Regions from separate parts of the Zea mays genome. Here region 2 is linked to region 1. The links are chromatin contacts, called in public Hi-C maps. All regions are on one chromosome and are shown on one strand. The core of a region is the stretch at or near the end of the contact, and the rest is flanking DNA. Distances in the headings are between cores, read along the strand shown. Region 1 has its middle 15 kb from the start of LOC100283202. Region 2 holds the start of LOC109940196.

Region 1 (4,004 bases), core at 1,124-3,623:
ACCGGCCAAGAAACTTTCATGAGCTGACATCCACATGGGATTTCTCCACGGGAAAAGGCTGGATTTATCCCGGTATTGAGCTTCTCAAACAAGTCTTAAGTATATAATCGGAAGAAATATATCCACCATGCCTTTTTTTAATCCTATCCATGATGCCTGCCTTGGTACGGGAACTTGCTGGATGCCCGTTAAGTACAAACTGGACAATTGATGAACTGCAAGTGCGGCTAAACATGTGCCTCAAACCATGAGAAAACTACGAGATTCGTATGTCATTCATGGAAGTGAGAAGCAGAAACAAGAACTTAGAATGTGCCTTTGTTCTTGAGCTCTACACGGGTGTAGGCATAGGGCATAATGAACCAAATCAAACTACTCTATCCTATATGGAAACTACTCCGTCCCACCATACTCACGAACCAAACACTATTTAAAAATAACTTAGAAAAATCAGCTTCCTGTTCGATTCCTGACAGTGAGAAACTAAAATAATCAAAGAAAATCTGATTCCTAGTATATTGATATTATCTTGTCAATTGTTATTGTCTAAAATGGTAGCTGTGGTGCCTAAATTGATTTAGAGCATGCATATTTTTTTGATCTTAACTTCTAACCTCTTCGTTGCTGGCATGGAGGTGGTACTGTACTGTAGCCGCAGGATTTAAGAGCATGGATTTAATCCATCTGAATTAATAAGAGCTGAATTAATGTAAACGAACAATGCATAGTAATGAAACACGAAGCCGATGCTGCGATCCTGAGCAGAATGACCAAGACATCGTGCTAGTTCCAGGGCTATAAACTAGCGCTCATGAACTCAGGTAGTCACTAGTCAGGTCGCTCAGAAGATGAGCATGAGAAAGAGGCTCAATGAAACCGTGACGACGAGCCGTCAGGGAACGGCGGTGCGCACACGTTTTGCAATCTGGATCGACGAGGACGTCGTCATGCAGAACAAATACTCCCCGCGACAGGGTGGACGGCGAAGCAACTAGGACAGCGACGGCGAGCGTCTTCGGACAGCTATGGTGGAGATTTTTTCTTCTGATAGCGCCGGAAGGCGAACGGTATGGGCATTGTACCGGGCCATATCCGTTAACACTGTGATCCGTTAGGCCGAAATAATTCCAGGTCTATTTCTGGACAACTGAACATATCTTTAGGTAGTGTTTGGTTCCGAAATAAGTTGGAATAGAGGGGTTTCATCCGGAAGATTTTTTAGAAGCTAGATGGCTTAACATTTAAGCATAATTTTGTTTTTTTAAACACACTCTATCATACATAGAACCAATCCAAACAACAAGTTAGGAGCAAAATAGCTCAATCCCAGTATCCCATCGTACTCTAAAACCAAACACTACCTAGTCAGACGCAACCAAACCGGAAGGGACGTGATCAGTTTGCGCCGTGAATTGATACACGTCGATAAGCCCCAACCAAATAGTGTGTACCTGCGAGTATAGGTGACCAGATGGACCGGGCTATATGGGACGACATGATGCACGACCATTTTAACACGACACGTCACACGAGCACAACACAACGCGATGGTAACTGTGTTCGAGCCGAATGGGGTCTATCATGGGCCGTGCTTAGACTTGTTTATAATAAGCCCATCGGGCGTCAGAGGCACGAATGTCCCATCAAGTCGAGCACGGCCCAGCACGGTTCACCTATGGTCTGACCTTAATCGGCCCAATCTAGCCCCACCATATATACAACTTTAATTGACTTGACCCCCACTTTCGAGCTATTTTCAAACTCTGCTACAAAATTGAGAAAAATGATCAATAAAAAATAGAGAAAAATAAAATATTTTTGAACTATGTTATAAGACGAGCCTAGGCCGACTGACACGGTAGCACGGTACGACGTGACAAGATATCATGACACGACCAGTTTAAACTAGCCGGACCGTGACTGCGGTCAGACTTCGACCAACGGGTGGGCACGACACGATCTGACATATATTGGTGTCGTGTCTTAGCCCGATTAAATCAGCACGGTCCATTGGCCACGTCTACGAGTCGTAGGAAGGAAGAAAAAAACTTGGAAAAATCCCTAGATGTCATTGGATTTATGTCCATCCCTTATGTGCTATTGAATGGTATTTAGTAGACATTTTTGTGTTTATAATATATGGGCATAATAGAGCACAAGAAATTAGTCTAATTCTCGATGGCATACAAATAATTGTCCTAAAAAAAACTTTTCCAAACCATAGAATACGGCGTACTAGTCTACTAGCTGGCAATGGCATTTGCAGTCGCGTCAGCGTGCCGAGACCGCACGCAGAAAAGTCAGGCGTCCGGCGGCACTGTGCTTCGAGGCACGGTCCAGCCGTCCGCCTCACGCAGCCACGCAACACAGCAGGGCCCACCACCAGTCTGGCGCTCGGCCCTTCTCACAGTTTCCACGGCACGCGAATCGGATCGGGCTCGGGCCGGTGCGTTAACGTTACGACTCTGCCACAAATCCGTTGGGAGTCATTATGTTCCGGCAATCCTGTCAGGTCAGTTTCGAGACAGATATACCCGTTGTACTTTCTACCAGAGTCTCCATCCTGAACAAAATGACGCTTCAAACATCTTCAAAAGGAACAAATCTAATGGCAGTGGCACGCTGATGGAGGTTGGACTTGGACCAAAAAAAAAGGCGCACCCGGCTTTATATTAAGAAAGACGAGAAGAAAGGAGCGCCTGCCAGTTAGGCGGAAAAGGAAGACAACAGCAGAGGGACTTTATATAAGAGGATTGGGAGAAAGTAGCGACAAGGGCGTTGCGGTGGAAGGACAGGAACACAGTGGGCTGACGCTGTTCAGAAAACTCGACGAAGGATGGATAAACTGTGCACCAACGCTGTTGAGAAAGCACGCGACAGACACGGAGCACGGCCAGAGGCACGTCAAAGCGCGGATTTATCGGATTTTGGAATCCGGTGAACAGTCCTCACATGCCGGTATGGGCACGGGCACCAGACCACAACGGCAAGAACTGAGGAGGGGCACTGACTAAGACAAACGGCGAAGCGCCGGCCGCCACCGACGCGCTAGGCCCGGCCTGAGTCATAGCAAGGAAGATCAAGCTCTCCAGCTAGCGACAAGGACGCCCAGGCGGAGGCCCCTAGGTCCACCAACGGGAACGGCTCGGCGGCCACCCGGACATCTTTGAGAGCCCCATCGCGGTGTCCCTCACCCGCACCGGGATGGAGAACCTGTTGCGCCTGGAGAACCGCGCCGAGCCGTGGGTCGCGGTGGTGACGAGCGGACGGAGCCATCCCCTCCATGGCTCCATGGACGATGGCCACGCTGACCGCAGCGCACGGGAGGCCGCAACGCGGAGCTCGGGAAGCGCGCCACAGACGCGAGAGAAGCGCGTCGTGGACGAGCGGACGGAGCCGAGTGCGTGCTAGTCTGATGGCGTCACTCTGCTGTGCGGGTCCCACACACAGCGAGCGGTATTCATACGGGCCCACAGGCCAGAGCAGACCACACGCGTCGGCGTGCAAGAAGCCAAGCGCGCCTGAATCGCTCAGAAGCCACCGATCCCGTGTATCTTTTAACTAGAAATAATATATGTAGGCACCCAATTTTGAGTCCACTATACTACTCGGACTTTGGGTGGTTTATGTGATGTGCATCCACACTCTCAACCATGAGCTCAGTGCCCCAGTTCCTAGAATCCAGATTATCTTGGCATGATGTTCATGTGAATTCCCCACCGTAACGCTAGCAGAGCAGGAGGAAGCTTGGTGTCTCTGTCTCCGCCATGGATGAACCACCACCTAGACAGAAGATGCATATTATGGCGAGATTTTTTATCACATCCAAAATAGGCACAATATATGTTCAAAGATCGCCGAGCGAGATCCCCGCGACCCCGTCTGTCCCTCCTGCGCTTCTCGCTATCTTGCCGAGCCTAGCGCGGCACTGCCGCCGTGCGCCCGCCGCGCGTGCGCGTGGTTGCGTAGTGGTGGTGGTGGAAGCCGACGCCATGATACGTGCT
Region 2 (4,004 bases), core at 831-3,330, 190 kb after region 1:
TTCTGTAAAATTAAAATCAATCCCATTTGGAAAGCAAAAACTGAACCAAAATGCCGTTTCTTTGCTTGGACATTGTTACACAACAAAATCTTAACTTCAGACAATCTGCAAAAACAGGGATGACCTAGCAATCAAAATTGTTCTCTTTATAATTTGTCTCCTGAGACAGCGACACACCTTTGTAAGGATTGCCCCTTCACCGAGGAAGTGTGGAGCATGATCTTGTCTTGGTCTGATCTGCGGTTCCTGGACGGTACTTCAAAGACGGGAACACTGTACTCGTGGTGGGTTAGACTGAGGATGCTCTGTAGCAAGCAATCAAGAAAAAAAGTTTTGATGGCCTTCTAATTTATTTCTGGTGGAGCCTATGGTTGGAAAAAAACAACAGAATCTTTAAGGGACAACAGAGAACGACAGAGCAAGTGGTGCATGTGGTGAAAGAGCTCGTTGATGGAGGACTAGCTTGCTTGTAGCGGCGGGGTGCCTGGTCAGGGGGGTTGGGTTGTTGTTTTAGTGTCAGTATTTTAACTAGAACAGGATTGTTAAGTTGTTTTGGGTTTGTGTCAGTTTGTAAAGTTTTTTATTTCTAATATATTGGAATGGCAAATCTTTTGTCTTTCCCTTTTAAAAAAAATTATCTTTATGGGATTTTTTTGACTGTATTTCAACTTGTCCTGTAGACACTGTTCACCTAAATGATCGTTTCGTCTATGTTATACACCATTTAAACTCTGGGTTTTAGTTTAATCATCTACTGATCACATTTACATTGCCGTTTAGTCTGGATAATAATGATCAAAAAGCAGAGGACCGACTCTCTATCGTTTAGCATTTAAAATATCACTACTTTAAGATATGAATAACAGCGAGTCCTATCTAATCAAACAGGGTCTAAGTCACAATCAATAAAGTTGATAGGAAGGAAGCTATAGACACAGACGCGCGCAGACAACAACGGCTCGTGCTCGAATCCGTCGTGCAAATGCGTGTGCCGCTGCGCGCCAGCGCTTACCTGCGTGCATTGTACGCTCTTTGCGCGGCACGGCACTGCACAGCTCGACCAGCCTAGTCAGCTCAGCTCAGCTGTGTGCGTGCCTTGTGCCCTTGCCCGCCTTTTGAAGCACCTGCCCCCATGCATGCCTGCCAGGCCAACGCTATCGCCTATGGGTCTCGTTCGCGGCCCGCGGCCGAGAGCAAAAGCGCCCAAGCTCCAGCGTAGGCCGAGCCCCGCGCACCGGACACGAAAGCGATAAAGCAGCCCCGCGCCAGGCTTGCCGGTTCCAATTCCAAACAGGCGGGCCGAGCAAGGTTGGGGGCCCCGCGCTGTTCAGCTGTCAACGCCGGCCGCCGTGTAGAAAAGCAGGCGCGCGTACGTACCGTGAGACGTCAGTACGTGCCGCGTCGTACCGACGGGAATCATTCAACTGATGAAGGAGGAGATCAGGAGACGCGCGCCCACGTGTATTGTACTATAGTCGGAGCTAGCAGTAGGCCCTTCCTTCCGCCCTTGTGTGCGCCTGGGTAGTCGCCATTCGCGTCGCGGATGAAGGGGACACCGTACGCGCGGCGGCCGGCGCTTTGTCTGCCGCCGGCCGGGGTGGTGGTGATCTGCGGGCCGCGAAGCCACACTCGGCGGCGTCCGGCGTGGCGTGCACGTACGGTGCGGGCCGGGCGTGGGCGCCTATCGCTGGTCGTAAGCTTGTGTTTTTTTTTCTTCGCTCCACAATAAATATTGTGTTGACACTTGACAATCTTTTGCCATCGATCGTTCGTTTACAATCTACGCTACTTAACTGTCACCTTTATAGCGAATTATTCTTACAACGATGCACTGTGATGGCTCAACTCTAACGATCTTAAAAATGTATATATACCTTCTGCTATTGTGAATCTGGTGTGTCAAGGAGCACGGAAGCTATGTAAGTACGCATACGTGTCAGTGTCTGCTTATGAACCAATCAATCATCAGTGTATTATTACCTGATTTTTTTCGATGGTGCAGTTCAACCACGGCAACATCTGATCTGACTTTAGGCGTGTAGGCCGTGCTAGGACGTGGGGTTGTGTGCGCGTGCGCTTTCCGCCGCCCGCCGGCCGACCAGACGGACCCATCCAGCATCCAGCCGAGCCACAGTCCCAAGAACAAGAAGGCTCCAACCGCGACATGGACATGGACGCACGCACTCCAGTCTCCACCACCCCACGCCCCACAACTGCTACGTTTCCCCGACGCCCAGCCCAACTGGCCAGCTCACTGTCCACTGTTTCTGCGTCCGCGCAACTTCTCCAGGTCCCGCGCCATACAGTATATAGGACCACGCACCCGCACGAACACGCCGCACCAGCTCCCGCACGCGCCGCAACCCCACGTCCCCCCACCCCGCGCCATTCCTTGGACCTTGCTCGTGCACGCGTGTCCGATCGCCAACCATGGCGGCCGGCGCCGGCAAGTCGAAGGAGGCGGACCCCGCGCGGTGCAGGAGGCACCCGAAGCACCGGCACGCGGCCGGGGTGTGCCCTTTCTGCCTACGAGACCGCCTGTCGCGCCTCTCGGCCGCCGCCGCCGCGTCCGCGTCGTCCTCGTCATCGTCATCGTCCCCGTGCTCGTCGTGGGAGGACGCCGTAGCGCGGTCGTCGGCCCAGGCGCCGCGGCCCCGCCGCGGAAGCCTCGCGCTGCTGCTGCGGCAGGAGGGGAGGGAGGCGGCGTCGGCGGCGGCGGCGCTGCCCGCGGGCCGCCGAGCGGAGCAGGAGGAGAGGAAGGCCAAGAGGGGCAGCTTCTGGGCGAGGCTTCAGCAGCAGCTCCACCACGGTGGCTGGCACAAGAAAGACGGGTGCGCGGTGGCCGCGGAGAGGCAGAACGCCGCCGCGCCGCACAGGCGGGCGCCGGTGGTGTGATGCTCGATCAGGCCGGAGGGGGCGACCATGCGGTGGGCGAGCGCGTCGTGGTGCTCGGTTCTGTTCTGTTCCGGTGTTCACGCTGTTAGTTACTACGGAGTACTTACTAGTAGCAATCTTTCGGCTTCTTTTCACAATGCCCTGCGACTGCGAGTCTGTGACTCGGACTCCTGCCGTGAAAGCTTGGCACCCGCACTTGGCTGTTCGCTCCTTCGAATTACAATGCTTGGGCGCAAAGAGCTGCACGAACATGCCCGTTAAACGGTCGGCACCAGAGCGGACTTGGCCACTTGGGCCAGGCCGAATTTGGGCGCCGAACATAGCCAGGGATTGTCAGAGCATATGCATATGCAACACACATCCTTCTACCACCACAGCCGCCGCCTCCACCACCACCAGCGATCATGCCAGGTCCGTTATTAACTACTGGCAGCGAGTCGTTTGCCTGTTTTGGCAAGTAGCGACGAACATCTTCCAATCGCAAGTGACAACATGATTGCTGCATCAGCAGCTGCACAACTTTTGCTTTTCTAGGCACTTGGTCTTCCATGGCAGGTGTAACCAATATTCTCGGATAAAGGAGTGGCGTACAACTAAGACACTGCTTTGGCAGTCCTTCATTATGCATCAATCTTTTCTTTAGAGGGGTTATTATTATTATGCATTCTCCGTTGCGGATGGTTTTTTTTTTGGGAGTTATCTGTTCAGAAGTAAGCAATCAGATAATAGCGTGACAGATGACCACAAACACATCTGGCAGCCCACCGATGATACTAGGGCTTGCACGTACTGTACATTTTTAGGGTTTTGTCCTATTTGTGGCACGTCTAGCCTACCCTCGAACATACAGAAAACTTTATGTTCTGTACCTTGGTCTAGTCCCTGCCATCCAGTGTACCCTCTACTCCTTCCCAGCCTTTAGCTTTCTTGTTTGCTACCTTGAGACTTGAGTCGTGAGAGATACGCCAAGCGAAAGGACGAGACCTTGCCGGTCTCAACAGTGTTGCGCTCGTCTGTGTTGCTGCCCCTGCCCCTACCGTTGGTCAAAAAGGTAATCCGTCGTCGTCGTCTAGTCGATTCGCATCCGCGTTGCTCGAATGCCGCTTAAG

Evidence for each region. Hi-C and Micro-C count contacts between places; a contact is called where the count stands out from the background.
Region 2: a Hi-C map of leaf shows a contact between it and region 1, with 5 times the contacts expected there. The contact joins the promoter of LOC109940196 here to the enhancer-like site in region 1. A contact is called at or near these places in 2 of 25 Hi-C or Micro-C datasets (both in leaf).

The regions. Positions count from the first base shown.
Region 1 is chr6:122,190,323-122,194,326 of Zm-B73-REFERENCE-NAM-5.0, forward strand. No RefSeq gene overlaps it. Among protein-coding and RNA genes, the nearest start is that of LOC100283202, 15 kb to the right of the region's middle. Within about 2 kb of position 2,374, at least 16 of the 20 cell types and tissues checked have an H3K27ac peak or open chromatin away from gene starts, as enhancers often do. A contact at or near this core is called in leaf, where this site is marked.
Region 2 is chr6:122,376,019-122,380,022 of Zm-B73-REFERENCE-NAM-5.0, forward strand. LOC109940196 reads left to right here and starts at 2,081. Exons shown (of 1, transcript XM_020539454.3): 1 at 2,081-3,105. The coding sequence starts at 2,431. The coding sequence ends at 2,895. LOC109940195 (LMBR1 domain-containing protein 2 homolog) reads right to left here. Exons shown (of 14, transcript XM_020539451.3): 14 at 3,597-4,004. The coding sequence ends at 3,939. It overlaps LOC118472240 (a long non-coding RNA gene), which reads left to right and starts at 3,837. Exons shown (of 3, transcript XR_004850282.1): 1 at 3,837-4,004.